2 separate regions of the Mus musculus genome follow, and region 1 is linked to region 2. Evidence: chromatin contacts called from public Hi-C data. All regions are on one chromosome and are shown on one strand. Each heading gives the region's core, a stretch centred on a gene start, on an enhancer-like site or on the middle of the called end of the contact. The rest is flanking DNA. Distances are from core to core; before and after follow the strand shown.

Region 1 (6,679 bases), core at 2,325-4,824, 430 kb after region 2:
ACTGACATTCCTGAAAACGGAGTTGTGGGGTCCAGGGATGGAACTCAGGCCCTTGTGCTGGAAAGCAAGCACCTTTACCCACTGAGTCATATCGCTGGCCTGTTGCCTTTTTGCCGACAGAATGAAAGACAAGCCTGAGGGCTGGACACATCTACCAGTGTGTGTTCTTTATCACCTGCAATGCTCAAACCCAAAAGACTTCACCTAAAGACTAGGGTTTCCGGATTTACTTTAAACATATGGCGATCTGGAAGGACCGAAATCTGTCCTCACAAGGCAGCTGACGTGACAGCTGTTTCAGGAAAGGGAGGCTCCCCTCTCAAGCTGTACAGCAGAAGCCCCTGGAGTGCACCCAAAGCTATCTATAATGCTCTCCCTAAGTCTCCCTGGGAAGCGGCCAGTGTTGATGTTCTGAAAAAGCTCAGGGGACAAAGCCTGGCATCCCAAGTTGAGGCTTCAACGTTCTTTTAATACACCAATTCCACGGGCAGGTGACTGAGACCCTGCCTGACAAGGTTTGACCTCAGACTAAACTCTTCTTCAAATGTAAACACTTTCACTATACTTCCAAGCTCCAGATTAGAGGATCTTGAATGTTTACCTCATCCCAGAAGGGTCCTGTAGTAATGTGTGTTTATTCCATATAAAAACGGAAACCCACAGGCCCTCTGGTTTGTCACTCTAGCTGCACCCTGTTTAAAGTGCTGCAGGCTCTCTGCTTGCTATGACCACCATGTCTTTGGAAGACACTTCTTTTCACCTAAGCAAACTTCAACATCCAGAAAAGGGGTGGAAAAGTTCCCATACGTCTTTGGCTCTTTCATCAAGAAGGCTTAAGGTCTTTGGACACAAGGCCACGGGGCAGGATTGGAGTATCTGGTGTGTATGCATGCCGTCGTTGGGAACGTGAGCTTTGCTACCAAGTAGAATTTTAAATGCTGTATCTATTTATCATGGTGCTGGAGATTAAGCCTGCCCTGAGCTACATCAACAGTCCTGGGACAAATAGCGCTGTGTGTGCAAAGGCACGTGGATTCTGCAGGAGAATGGCTTTGGTCTACTGCGCATGGCATGCTCTGCCTCACTCAGCTCACTGACTCTAACTGGACAGAGTCTGTGGAGCAGACACGGCACCTCAGCTCTCCTGCCGAGTGTAAGACACCAACCATTCCAAACTGTCTTCAGACAGTGGGGCTCTACGGTTTGAGGCCCATATTTTATGGGACAGTGATGGGACACAATCAGGAACTTGTTGCATTTCTGTGTCCAAGTTCAAGGGCTTATGCTTCTGGCCAGCTTGTCTCCATGCAGAAAGCAGGGTCTGGAGACAGACTTGGTGAGCCAGTTGTATTTCTCAACACAATCTTGTTTGCTTGTGCTCTTACTTTTTAGCAAAGAAAGTTCAAGGCAACCCAGTACTCCTTTTTAAAAAGTATATTAAGGAATAACAAGGGGCCTGGGGAGGTGGCTCAGCGGTTAAAAGCACTGACTGCTCTTCCAGAGGTCCTGAGGTCAATTCCCAGCAACTACATGGTGGCTCAGGAGCATTTGTAATGGGATCTGATTCCCTCTTCTGGTGTGTCTGAAGACAGCTACAGTGTGTTCACATATATAAAATAAATCTTTTTTTTAAAAGAAGAATAACAAGGAGCTGAGCAGGTGGGCCAAGTTTATATGGCTGGCTTTTGAGGTGTGATAAACAGGATTCTTTATAACTGAGAACACACTGGAATGTTCTCTCAAACACAACTTCTGCACTCAATGACTGGGAGAGGGTAGTGTTTGTCCTTTTACCTAAGAAATCAGTATAGGTATTAATCCCAGCATGAGTTGGCAGAGCTCTGTGAATTGAAGGATATCCTGGTGAACAAGCAAGGTCCAGGTCAGCCAGCGCTAGAGGCTGTCTCAAAACCAAATTAAAACCTATCCAGTAGCAAGGCTAGTTTTATTTTTTTAAGGAGACACACACTTAAGGTTTTTTTTTAATTATTATTATCATGAGGGTATATGAAACAAAGGAAACTAAGTTACTTCATAAATGAAAACAAGTGATTCTTATTGTTAACCTGTTCACTGGGTTAGCAAGGAACCTTAAAATTCACATCCCTGAGACCTGACTGCCTTGTTACACACTTTAAAATAAAGCTGAATCGCAGAGCTAGAAGCTCTCAAGAGTGCTGTTCCAGCCATGGTATCTGGGAGATTTTAAGTGGCAAATGAGAAGATTTTAAGTGGCTTATGGACACATAAATTACATACTAAGAGGCTCTTAAAAAGTCTCTTCTGATCCATTTATCACCAAGGAAAACATCTCTATAACTGGCATGTCTTGAAAAATATCCAAACACTTGCTAAGCACTCTTCTCTTCCAGAAAGAAAAACAACCTTGGACTCAAGCCTTGGAAGGCACACACAACAATATCTAATGAAGTTTCATAGCTGTTCTCATGGTATTGGTGGTGGTGGTGGTGGTGTGTGTGTGTGTGTGATTACTCATCCATTTGGGGGCAGACAATTCTGGCTTATTATTTACCAAAAGGATGTAGTTTCAATTAAATTACTTAATAAGTTGTAGTTAAACAAAAACACATCTCAAACCTCCAAACAATATTGCCTTCAGGCAAAATAGAAATCTAATGCTTGAAGATTTAGTTTCGAGAAAATGACCACGATTTTCTGGGGCAGCTCGGATGAATCAGACCTGAATCCAAACCTACCTCTCTCCATTCCAAATTCAAAGCTTACCATATTTTGCAATACAAACAGTCCCATGAGAGGCTTGATAAAAACAGAGACTCTACGGCTCAAAAGAAGGCTCAGCAGTTAAGAATGTGTACTGCACTTGCAAATGACTTGAGTTGGGCTCCCAGCACCCATATATAGGGATTCACAAACTGCCTGTTACTCTAGTTGCAGATTCAAACCCCAATTCTGGCCTCTCTAGAATTTAATTATTGTGCGCACGCACGCGCGCGCGCGCGCGCACACACACACACACACACACACACACACACACTTTTTAAAACTCTAAAACCTATCAATCCAGTGGATAATGAGGGGGACCCGAAAATCTGCATTTATAACAGATTGATGCTGTCGTCGGAAGGCTACTTTGCTTGAGAAAGTCCCGAGTGGAGACCGGAGGGACACTGCAGGACACTCAAGTTCCACACTTGCACTGACGTCACATCACAGGCTGGTAATCACTTGTTCCCCGGCAGGGCATCCTGCAGAAGTTCACCCGTTCCTATCAATCAACTAGACGTACTACAAACCCCACCCCCATGTCGCGCGCTTGTGACGTATAGACGTCCTCCCCGTGACATCCGTGACCTCCACTGCAAATAGTCACCGGCGAAGAGCCCCGCGCCGAACCACGACCCCGAACGGCCGGTACCTGAGAAGGGCCTCCGGACACCAGTGCGCAGGCGTCCCACGGAAGCAGCCGCTATGGCTCCGGCGGCGCTCATCGCTGCGGACAATGCAGCTATGGTCCAAACGCCCCGCCAATCGTGCTCTCGACTCAGGGTGATGACGCATAGATGCCGCGGACCGAGAGCCAGAGGAAACGCCCCTAGGCCCTGGATTACACCCGATTGGTTAGAAATGACCGATTCACGTACTCTATTGGGTCTTCCCCCTGTCGATCATTGTAACGTCGTGAAGGCGCCCGGTCGGCTCTTAGGGTTGATGCAGAGCTGCCCTGGAGAGGCATTTTAGGTTAGGGTTTCTCCCTGTCTTGGAAAGGCGACCCGCAGGTCACTGTTGTTTCCTCCACGTTATGGAGATTATTTTTCTCTATTAAGAGCCGATTTACACCTGAAAGTCAGCAATTACCTGGTAAAACATGCCAGTTTTCGGTGTAATTGTGGGTTTCCCAGTTTGTTTCCCGTTACTTTCCGTTCCTTCTCAATTTTTATATTGAGATTTGCTTCATTGTTCATCCTTTACTGGATTATTCATGGCCTAGTGCACATTAGTGATGAACATAGCTGTGTGTTGAGGGAAGGAAAATTTAGTAACATACATTAAACATTTTAAAGTGCATATCCATTAATATGACAGCTAGGATCTAGCCAATAGAAATAAATTTTCAAGTCAGATAAGTATATAAGGGGAAAAACCATACCTGCAAGGATAATCAGTGCCTATTATAGGACCACTAGAGACTGTGGCTTTAGGAAAACTAGAGTTTGCACCCTTGGCGGGAGGGGGGCGGGTATTTGATTCATAGCTACTGTAAAATAAATGAAACTACTAACCCATTCTATATAATTATAGTGTTCAATTAGTATACTACAGTAACTTAAAATTAAGACGAGCCCAAGTACTGGGCCTTAGCGGCAGTGAGGGTACTTAAATATTCCTGTGGAATACTCAACCTAAATCTGGCTCTCAAAGCCTTCAAATGTTCAGAACCTTTCCCGTGCATTCCACTTCTAGATCTGTCCTAAAGAGATAAAAGAATGTTGAGGTGTATGTCCTAGTTATTACTGGAAATTTTTGGAAGTGTTAAAAAATTGGAGCTAGAGAGAGCTCAGAAGTTGAGAACACTTCTTGCTCCTGTAGAGGACCTGGGTTTGATTCCCAGAAGCCACAGCAGGAAGCTAACAACGGCCTGTAACTCCAGTTCCAAGTGACCCAGCACTCTCCTCCGGACTCTCTGCACATGTGACACACAGACAAATACATGTTTTTTAAAAAGGTTACCATCAAGAGAATGCTAACAAACTATGACTCATGAGCACAGTTAGCAGCTCCCTGAAATGGATGTAATGACGAGTTCAGATCTGATTATGTCACTCAGGCTTGCCTTAAACTGGTGAAATGGCTGCTTTGGCCTCTGGAGCTTCCAGGGGTGTTAGAACAATGAACTTTGAAAGAACTTTGGATAAAATAGAACATTTAAGTGGAAAATATGAGACTACTACATTTTCTTTCTTCCCTCCATTTGTGCTTGCTTGCTTTCTTCTCCCTTCTCTCTCCTCTCTCTTTTTCTCTTTCTCTCTCTCTTTCCCTTCCTCCTCCCTCTTCCCCTTCCCCCACTCTGGTTATGAGACAAGAATTTCACCCTGTATCCAGATGACTTTCAACTTGCTGTGTCATCCAGGCTGGCCTTTGGTGCCTCTTTAAAAAAAACTTGTGTGCTTATGTGTAATTTTGATTTTTCTCTGTGGTTTTCAATGTTCTCATACTTTATAGTAAGCACTTTCATATTTTCAAAAGACAACGAAGAATATGTGATTCCATAATCAAATTCTGAAATATAAAAGCAAGTTTGTCTTAGTTTTGTATTTTAAGTGTAAGGGAACTGTCTCTGAAGGTGAAGGAATTTGTTCACAGTCACACAGCAAAGAGCATGTCCCATGTTTCAAGTACCTCTCATGCTCTGGACAGGTTTCTGGTAAAGCCTCACTCTACAGAGTAAAGATGTGTTCAGAAGTTCTCACACGGTCAGATCTTGTACCACCCAGGAAAAAATGAATTCTTCTGTTCGCAAATACTTAGAGCATAGTGGCTAGCTGCCATCAGATTTTTGGCTGTGAGGTCTGATTTGCCAACTTAACAGTTAATGCAAAGTAAAGACCTGTCTAACTGGATTCTCCTTCACTGAGATGAGAACATTTCGTGGCTGCGAGAACCTGCAGGTCTGCTCTGCCAGAAAGAAATAGAGAGGGAGAGAGAGAGAAAGAAGGAGAGAGAGAAACAGACAGATAGACAGACAGGCAGACAGACAGACAGAGGGGAGAGAGAATAGAAAAGAGAGGAAGGGGAAAGAGAAGGGAGAAAGAAAAACAGAACCGGAGCCTATAGTAGCAGACGGGAAGTGAAAATGTTTGCAAAGGCTTTTAAAGTTCAATTTCCCAGTGTTCCTATGGGGGAAGAATGACAATACCTACTTCAAGTACCCACCAGTGACTGCATAGTTACTGGAAATGTGTGTTACCACTGTGGAAGGCTAGATGGCCATTACAAAAGGGAGCTACTTGGAGAGAACATCAAGATGTTATTAAGGAGAAATTAAAAAATATGTATTCACAACACGCACCCAACACATATATAGCTACTTTCAATATTTATTATATATTTATAGAATATTAAAATAAATACAAACAGTGGCTTTCAATGGTAGCAAGATATAAAATGCTTAAGATATTGTCTTTGACGTTCAAAACACACAAACCTGCTTTTCTTTGGCTTCTTAATAGCCAAGAGGAGACAAGACTCATCTAACACATCCATCGATGTCAAAATGCTACTTCCTCTAACTGCAGTGACAAAGAGCAACTTTACTGAGTATTGCAGTTCTCTTCATCACTTAACCAGTGATGAAGAGCGTCTGTGGGTTTGAGGACAACCATACTCTAAAACTTTCAAGACACGGAATCAGGAGTTTAACACACACCCGTTAGAGAGCCGCACTTTAAAGCTATACAGACATTGCCTGGTTATTCCAAGTTATTAAAATATTCAAGTAGGAGGTGCACACATTAGCAGCACTAACTAAAACCAACATACCAATTGGCATATTTTGTTATCTGTTTTATAATAAAGAAAATATGTTGTTTATTTTATCTACCATTCCTACAAACATAGGACAGCAGATTATCCTCAGGGCCACAGTGAGGACAAGAATGCTTCATGAAGGCACTAGGCAAAAATGCCAGCAACCAGGATT
Region 2 (6,744 bases), core at 2,758-5,257:
TAAAAAGTGCAGCAGAAGAGAAAGTAATATTAAAACTGGGAGGCAAAGAATGAACAACACAGACGGATCTAACAGTCATTAGCACCGAGCCAGAGATGAAAGCAGCCCTGACTCCCAGGCACACCTGCAATCCCAGCACTCAGAGACTACAAGCAAGAGAGTGACAAGTTCCAGGCCAGTCTTACCAACAGGGTGAGGCCTTGTCTCAAAAACACAAATGAACCAAAGAAAGCTGTACATTCAATAAAAGCAGTGTTGGAACTGGATATGCTGGCACACACCAATAATGCCAGTTATGGTAATCTAATGGTAGTCTGAAGAAGGAGAATTGCAATTGTTGTACCATATAGCCAGATGCTCCAAAGGACGGGAGGGAAGGAGATGAGCTATGCTCTGTGTCTGGTATGACATGTATTAGTATGTGCTCTCTCTCTCTCTCTCTCTCTCTCTCTCTCTCTCTCTCTCTCTCTCTCTCTCTCTCTCTCTGTGTGTGTGTGTGTGTGTGTGTGTGTGTGTATGTGTGAGAATGGGTGGGTAGGTAGGTGAATGGGTGGGTAGTGAATAGGTAGGTAGATGGATGGGTGAATGGGTTGTTGGGCACAACCTATCCCCCCAGTCCTCAGAACAATCTTGTGGTGGTGGTTTGAATGAGAATGGACCCCAGAGGGTCATATAGTTGAATGTTTAATGTTTGACCCCCAGTTGGAGGAACTGTTTAGGAAAGATTAGTAGGTATAGCCTTGTTGAAGGAGGTATGTCACTAGGATCTGGCTTGGGGTTTTCAAAAGCCCAGTTCGTCCTCACACTCAGTCTCCCCCTCCCTCCCTTCCTCCTGCTCTAGCATCATTCATTCATACCTGCTATCATGTTCCCTGACATGATGTCATGAGCCCACCATCTGAAACTGTAAGCAAGTCACAATTAAGTTCTCTCCGTTTGTTTGTTTGTTTGTTTTTCAAGACAGGGTTTCTATGTATAGCTCTGGCTGTCCTGGAACTCACTTTGTAGACCAGGCTGGCCTCGAACTCAGAAATCCGCCTGCCTCTGCCTCCCAAGTGCTGGGATTAAAGGCGTGTGCTACCACGCCTGGCACAATTAAGTTCTCTTGGTCTTAGAATGTTGTCGCAGCAGTAGAAAAGTAGCTACGACAAACTCTCCTTGACCTGAAGGCCAATGCCAACGATACACATCCTCCCTCCTTCTGAACCTTCTTTCTGTGGCCATGAATAATTTGCCTCATCTCAACAAGGTTTCCAGTCCAGACATAGGTTAATGGCAGCAAACTGTTTCAAGATACTTGTGGTCCTGTGCTGTCACCTAGTGGAAACTCCATGAAACTGCAGAGAGGATGCTTGAAGCACTCATGGGAGCCTGGAGAGAATTTAACAAGACTCATGATGGATTGATAACTGGTTTTAATTTTATTTAACTTTTTATTGATTCTTCATGAATTTCATACATGCAACCCAACCCCACCCATCTCCTTGTTCTCTCGTACTGTCCTTCACCCTTGCAACCTCCCACCAAAAAAAAAAAAAAACCTGGTGTGGAAGCTGCAGTGTGCATGTCCCACAGTACACCCTTTTGTCCATACTCCTTTGCTTGCAAATGTTCATTGCAATGAGTCATTTGTCTAGTTCAAGGCCTCTGGCTTCTGCTACACTATCAATACTGGAAACTTACTAGGACTCCCCTTGGACACCCTACTGTCACCCTGTGTCGTGGAGATCCTGTAGCTTTAGATGTGTAGGACTTGCCCCTTCATGCTCTCCAGCAGTCCACAGATGGAGTTGATATTGGGGTGTGCCAACTCAAAGCCCTGGATCTGGGCCTGGATGGTATCTGAGCTGCTCACCTGCCAGCTCTCCCACACCCACAGCACCAGGGAAAGCTCTCCTGCACTGCAACTGTTAAGGGCAGAGCCAGTTCTCCCACTCTCATGCCCTTGGGCGGCTCTGCCACTTGCTACAGGTGGTAAAGAGTGGGGGAGGGAGCATGTTTCCCCTCACCTATGCCACCACACAACAGATAAGTGGCAGGGCCAGCTCTGCCATGCTCACACCCTTGGGGCCAGTTTACCAACAACTCCCACTACCAGGGCCAGCTCTACTGTGCTTCCTAGGTGAGGTGTAGGACCTGCAGCCGGCTAGGGGTGGATAGGGTGAGCTCTCCTACTCTCCACCTTCATGGCTAGCTCTCCTAGGGCTGGGAGGCAAGGGATGGGGCCAGCTCTGCACAATCCTCATACAATGACAGGGCAGCAGCCCAGACCAGGGACATCTGACTAGCCTTTGGTGGTAACAAAGGACCTAAAGACCAGGACCTCACTACGGCCTTAGGTGGTACTCAAATCAGGCTCCTTGATTCTCTAGTTCTGCCTCTCTTCATTGTGCACATTCTTCTGTTTCTTTCTCTTCCATCTCTCTACCACTTGGTCATCCTAGTGGTGCCCAGTCTCTGGGTGTCTGGGGTCCTCTTAGGAATGGTCTCAGAAGTGCTATACCTTGCCCATGCCATGTGGCACCAGGTGGAAGTTGTCTTGGGCGTGGTTTTGAAATCAGTTTTGAAAGGATGAAAGGATTGGGCTAGTTCAGATATGCAGATCTTGGAGTAAGTGAGCAGTGTACATATCTGGTTATCCATGGAGACAGGAGGGAGCCACCATGAGTCTCCACGTGCGAGTTTGCATCCCCATTCATCACACACCCAGGGCTTCCCCTCTCCTCTCTCCAGACTTCACACTGTGCAACTATAGCCTATGCCAGAAGGTTCAACCATACACAAGGCTTCCCCACACACCCACAGTTAAGACTATTACTTAAGCAAGAAAGACAGCTGTAAGAAGCTAATTAGGAAACCTTCAGAACAAAGAAATTGCTGAAGAAATTGACCTTGGAGAATACTAGGCCAGGACAGCTTAGAAGAGCCCAGGCAGTGACACTCTGAGATTATCAAGGTTTCTAGCAACCTGTCCCAAATGAAAATTGCTGCGTACAAGGGTCAGCCTCCTTCGACTGTGTGCACAGCTGGGAGTGTGTGTGTGCTGAGTGGCTTTAAGCAGCAGTCAGGCAAGGTGACAGACCCAGAGGTGTGACATGGCCAGTGCCCAGCAGTCTTGAAGGAGCAAGAAACCAATGTTTTGTTTGTTGCAAGTCCAGCTGCTCACCACACCATAGTGTGATCAGGTAGAAACCAGGCAAGCTTATTCAAAAGGTCACCAATTCAGAAGCCATTCAGACAAGAGGTTTTAAAAAAAATGCTTTATTTTATTCACACACACATGTTCGCACAAAGAGAGGCCATAAATTCGAGAAATTGAGTAAGAGGAGAGCACATAGGAGAGGTTGAATGAAAAGGACAGGGAGAGAGGCCAACATAATTGTATTTTACTTTCAAAGACTTAAAAAATCAGAAATTTCATTTCATTACTCCATCTCCCCCCACCCCACCCCCAGGCGTGTACAAGCACACTTGAAGGCCAGAGGAGGGTGTCAGACTCCCCGGAGCCCAAGTCATAGGCTAGTGTGAGCAGCCCGACGGAGGTGCTGGGGACCGAACCTGAATCCACTCAGGAGCAGCAAGTGCTCTTAACAACCTAGCCATTGTCCCAGCCCCTAAATTATCTCATTGATAAGACCAAGAACCCAAAAAGGAATTTCAGTAACAACAGTTCAGCCCTGATTCACCAAGAATGATGGTGACTCATCATCTTTGCTATCTATACTTTCTGCTGACTCACAACTCCTGGTCACTCAGGTTTCTGCTGACTCATGATTCCTGTCAGCTGACTCAAGACTTCCATTATAACTTCCCTTCCCCTCATCTCTCTGCTTCAGGCCCCAAATACTTACTGCTTCTCTTTGCCCTCATTCATCATCTACAGAAAAGGATCTCAATTTTCCCAATACCCCTGGTTATTAGATTTCCCACATGGCAGCCTCACTAGCCCCCATCACTCTGAGTACAAAAGCTGAGAAGAGTGAAGAACCCCCCAGGGGCTGTTATTAGGACTGCAGACATACTATAGTCAGGACAGGTCAGTCCGGACTCCACATCTTCTTCCCAGAAGCATTCAGACTCCCTCTCAGGATTAAAAACAAGTAAAATAGTGTTATGCCAAGCACCACTTTCATTTTACAGTTTATCCCAAGCCTGACCACAGTACTAGAACATAGCCTCTTTGTACCCATTTCACAGAAATGAAAACCTATTTAGAAGGGACACTCAAATTCATGCTTCAAGCAACTGGCAGGATACGATAGATCTGAATGCTGAGGCTTCTTCAGTAGGGCTCACCATAGTCATAAATAAAACCATAATCTCAAAACCATTATGTCTTAAGTCAGAGTTTCTATTCCTACACAAAACATGACCACGAAGCAAGTTGGGGAGGAAAGGGTTTATTCAGTTAACACTTCCACACTGCTGTTCATCCCCAAGGAAGTCAGGGCTGGAACTCAAGCAGGTCAGGAAGCAGGAGCTGATGCAGAGGCCATGGAGGAATGTTACTGGCTTGCTTCCCCTGGCTTGTTCAGCTTGCTTACAGAACCCAGAATTACCAGCCCAGAGATGGCACCACCCACAAGGGGCTAGCCCCCATCCCCCCATCACTGAGAAAACTGCTGAATCTCATGGAGGCATTTCCTCAACTGAACTCCAGCTTGTGTCAAGTTGACACAAAACCAGCCAGCACACTTCGTAAATGAAAAACCCATTTAATGTACTGCCATTCTACACAACGTTGCCATTCTATACAACATGTAGGCTCAGCAGGCAAAGGTGCTTGCTGCCAATCCTGACTGGATCCACTGTAAAGAGAACCATTTCTCGACAGCTTGACCTCAATCAAGGCAAAAGCTTACACGTGCATACATTTAGTAGTTTACTAAGTAAACAATTAAGGTCGGTGCTGGCTCACCCCAGCCTTCCTTGATTGTTCTGAGAACGCGTGGTTATCCTATTCAATCTAAAGCAACCCTTATTTTATACTCAAGTGATAATCCCCTGCGGCACCCCACTTGCTGTGCTGTACGAGTGGTGAGAACTATGGTGTTCCTGTGGACATGCCTGCCATGCAATGCAAACACCTCAGGGGGCCAGACTAGGCCACACTGCAAGACCTGCTTTTAAAAGAGGGGAAAATGGTGCTGGAGAAATGGCTCAGAGAAATAGCTGCTCTTCTAGAGGATGTAGGTTTGCTTCCCAGCATCCACTGGGGCTTAAAAACTGTCTATTAACTATAGTTAAAAGGGAATCTAACACCTCTCCTGCTTGGGCACTGCACCCATGTAGTGTACACATGTAGAACTAATTAAGTGGGCCTGGTTTCTCTCTGGTGAGGACTCAAGGTCAAAAGAGGGAGGTGGGAGGGAGAATGGGGTGGATGAAAAAAAGGCCACCCTATGGGTTTGCTATCAGGGATCTCTCAAATGCCGGTCTCTGGGACACTGGAGGCATAAACTGCATAACCCAAGGTAGCTCTTGTTCAAATTAATCAAGGATCTCCAGATAAACCAAAGATGTAGCCAAGAGAGATGCCATCCTTAGGGGTAAGGTAAGAAAGATGCTGAGACAGGCAAGCTTGAAATTTCCACTGAACCTACAATAGTTTTTGGATGGAGGAATGAGTGACAGGTAGGTGGGTTACATAGGGGGATGAACAATGCAGGCATGAGATGGAAATAGGTAGCAGACTTGCCCTCCGGCAGCCTATAGTCTGATAGGCTGACAGTATAGTCTGCTAAATTTAGGACTCTTCCAACAACTTCACATCTACCAAGGAGACAGCAGAATTTGGTAAGTCTATTCATTTTGTGCTGACCATCCAGGCCAGAGCACATTAGGCTCTTGATAGTGTTCTTGTCCCTTCATACTTCTTCACTGACCAAAAGCCCAAGCTAAAGGTATGGCCTGGGTGACTATGCCCCTCTATGAGGAAGGGGACACAATCACTTTCCCTATGGCTAGGTAGGTATTGAGAATTCACCTGTCAGCCAGGCATGAAGGCTCAGGCTCATGCTTTAATCCTAGCAGTTGGGAGGCAGAGGCAAGCAGATCTGAGTAAAGACCATCCTGGGTCTACAGAGCAAGTCCCAAGAAAGCCAAAACTACACAGAAAAACCCCATCTCAAAAAAAATAAAAGATAATCTTTAAAAGACCACTCATCACATGACATAAATCTATAATCCTAGAATTTGGGAGGCTAAGGCAGAAAGATTACAAGTCTGGGACCAACACTTCTTGCATTTGGCTAGCCCAGGAAAAATCCTAACACTGTCTCAGAATAAAAAAATTTTTGAAGGACATGGAAAGGGAAGGGGGCTTAGAATCAATCATGTGTAGAGTACACATGATACTCTAAATTGCAGTGTAACCGACCACTAATCTACAAATGAGCAAGCTTAACTTCCTACACAAGGATAGGAGGGATAGAAGCCGTGGGAGGGACTCTGATATCCACTCGAAGGAAAACCTCACTTGTAAAGATAAGAGGATTATTTGACTATGAAATATGCTTAACAACTGAACAGGAAGCTAATTTTGATCCTCAAAGAGAAAGACAGCACCAATTAATGGGAACTGCCATTTCCCCAGAGCCAATAAGCTAAATAAAACTGAATTTGTTTCCTTACAACATATCAAACACTGACACTGGACTTTCCTAAACAGCCAACTGCCAGACTAGGGGACTTGAGATCCACTTTCCCAGGCTCCTCCTTCCCTTGGGATCACCTCCAGGGAAC

What was found. A called contact is a pair of places that touch in the nucleus more often than the background predicts.
Region 1: a contact with region 2 is called in a Hi-C map of CD8 T cells, with 4 times the contacts expected there. The contact joins the promoter of Coq7 here to the enhancer-like site in region 2. A contact is called at or near these places in 1 of 39 promoter capture datasets (embryonic stem cells), 20 of 484 Hi-C or Micro-C datasets (the BV-2 cell line, CD4 T cells, CD8 T cells and 11 more), 5 of 115 datasets of contacts at active chromatin or transcription factors (the 230-238 cell line, the NIH/3T3 cell line, cardiomyocytes and 2 more) and 4 of 9 other capture datasets (adipose tissue, liver, macrophages and 1 more).

Annotation. Positions count from the first base shown.
Region 1 is chr7:118,529,782-118,536,460 of GRCm38.p6, forward strand. It overlaps Coq7 (demethyl-Q 7), which reads right to left and starts at 3,575. Exons shown (of 6, transcript NM_009940.3): 1 at 3,398-3,575. The coding sequence starts at 3,470. It overlaps Tmc7 (transmembrane channel-like gene family 7), which reads right to left. Exons shown (of 16, transcript NM_172476.4): 16 at 6,063-6,679.
Region 2 is chr7:118,101,129-118,107,872 of GRCm38.p6, forward strand. Rps15a (ribosomal protein S15A) reads right to left here. Exons shown (of 5, transcript NM_170669.2): 5 at 3,246-6,744. Among named protein-coding and RNA genes, the nearest start is that of Rps15a, 12 kb to the right of the region's middle. Within about 2 kb of position 4,008, at least 77 of the 459 cell types and tissues checked have an H3K27ac peak or open chromatin away from gene starts, as enhancers often do. A contact at or near this core is called in the BV-2 cell line, CD8 T cells, the G1E-ER4 cell line and 3 more, where this site is marked.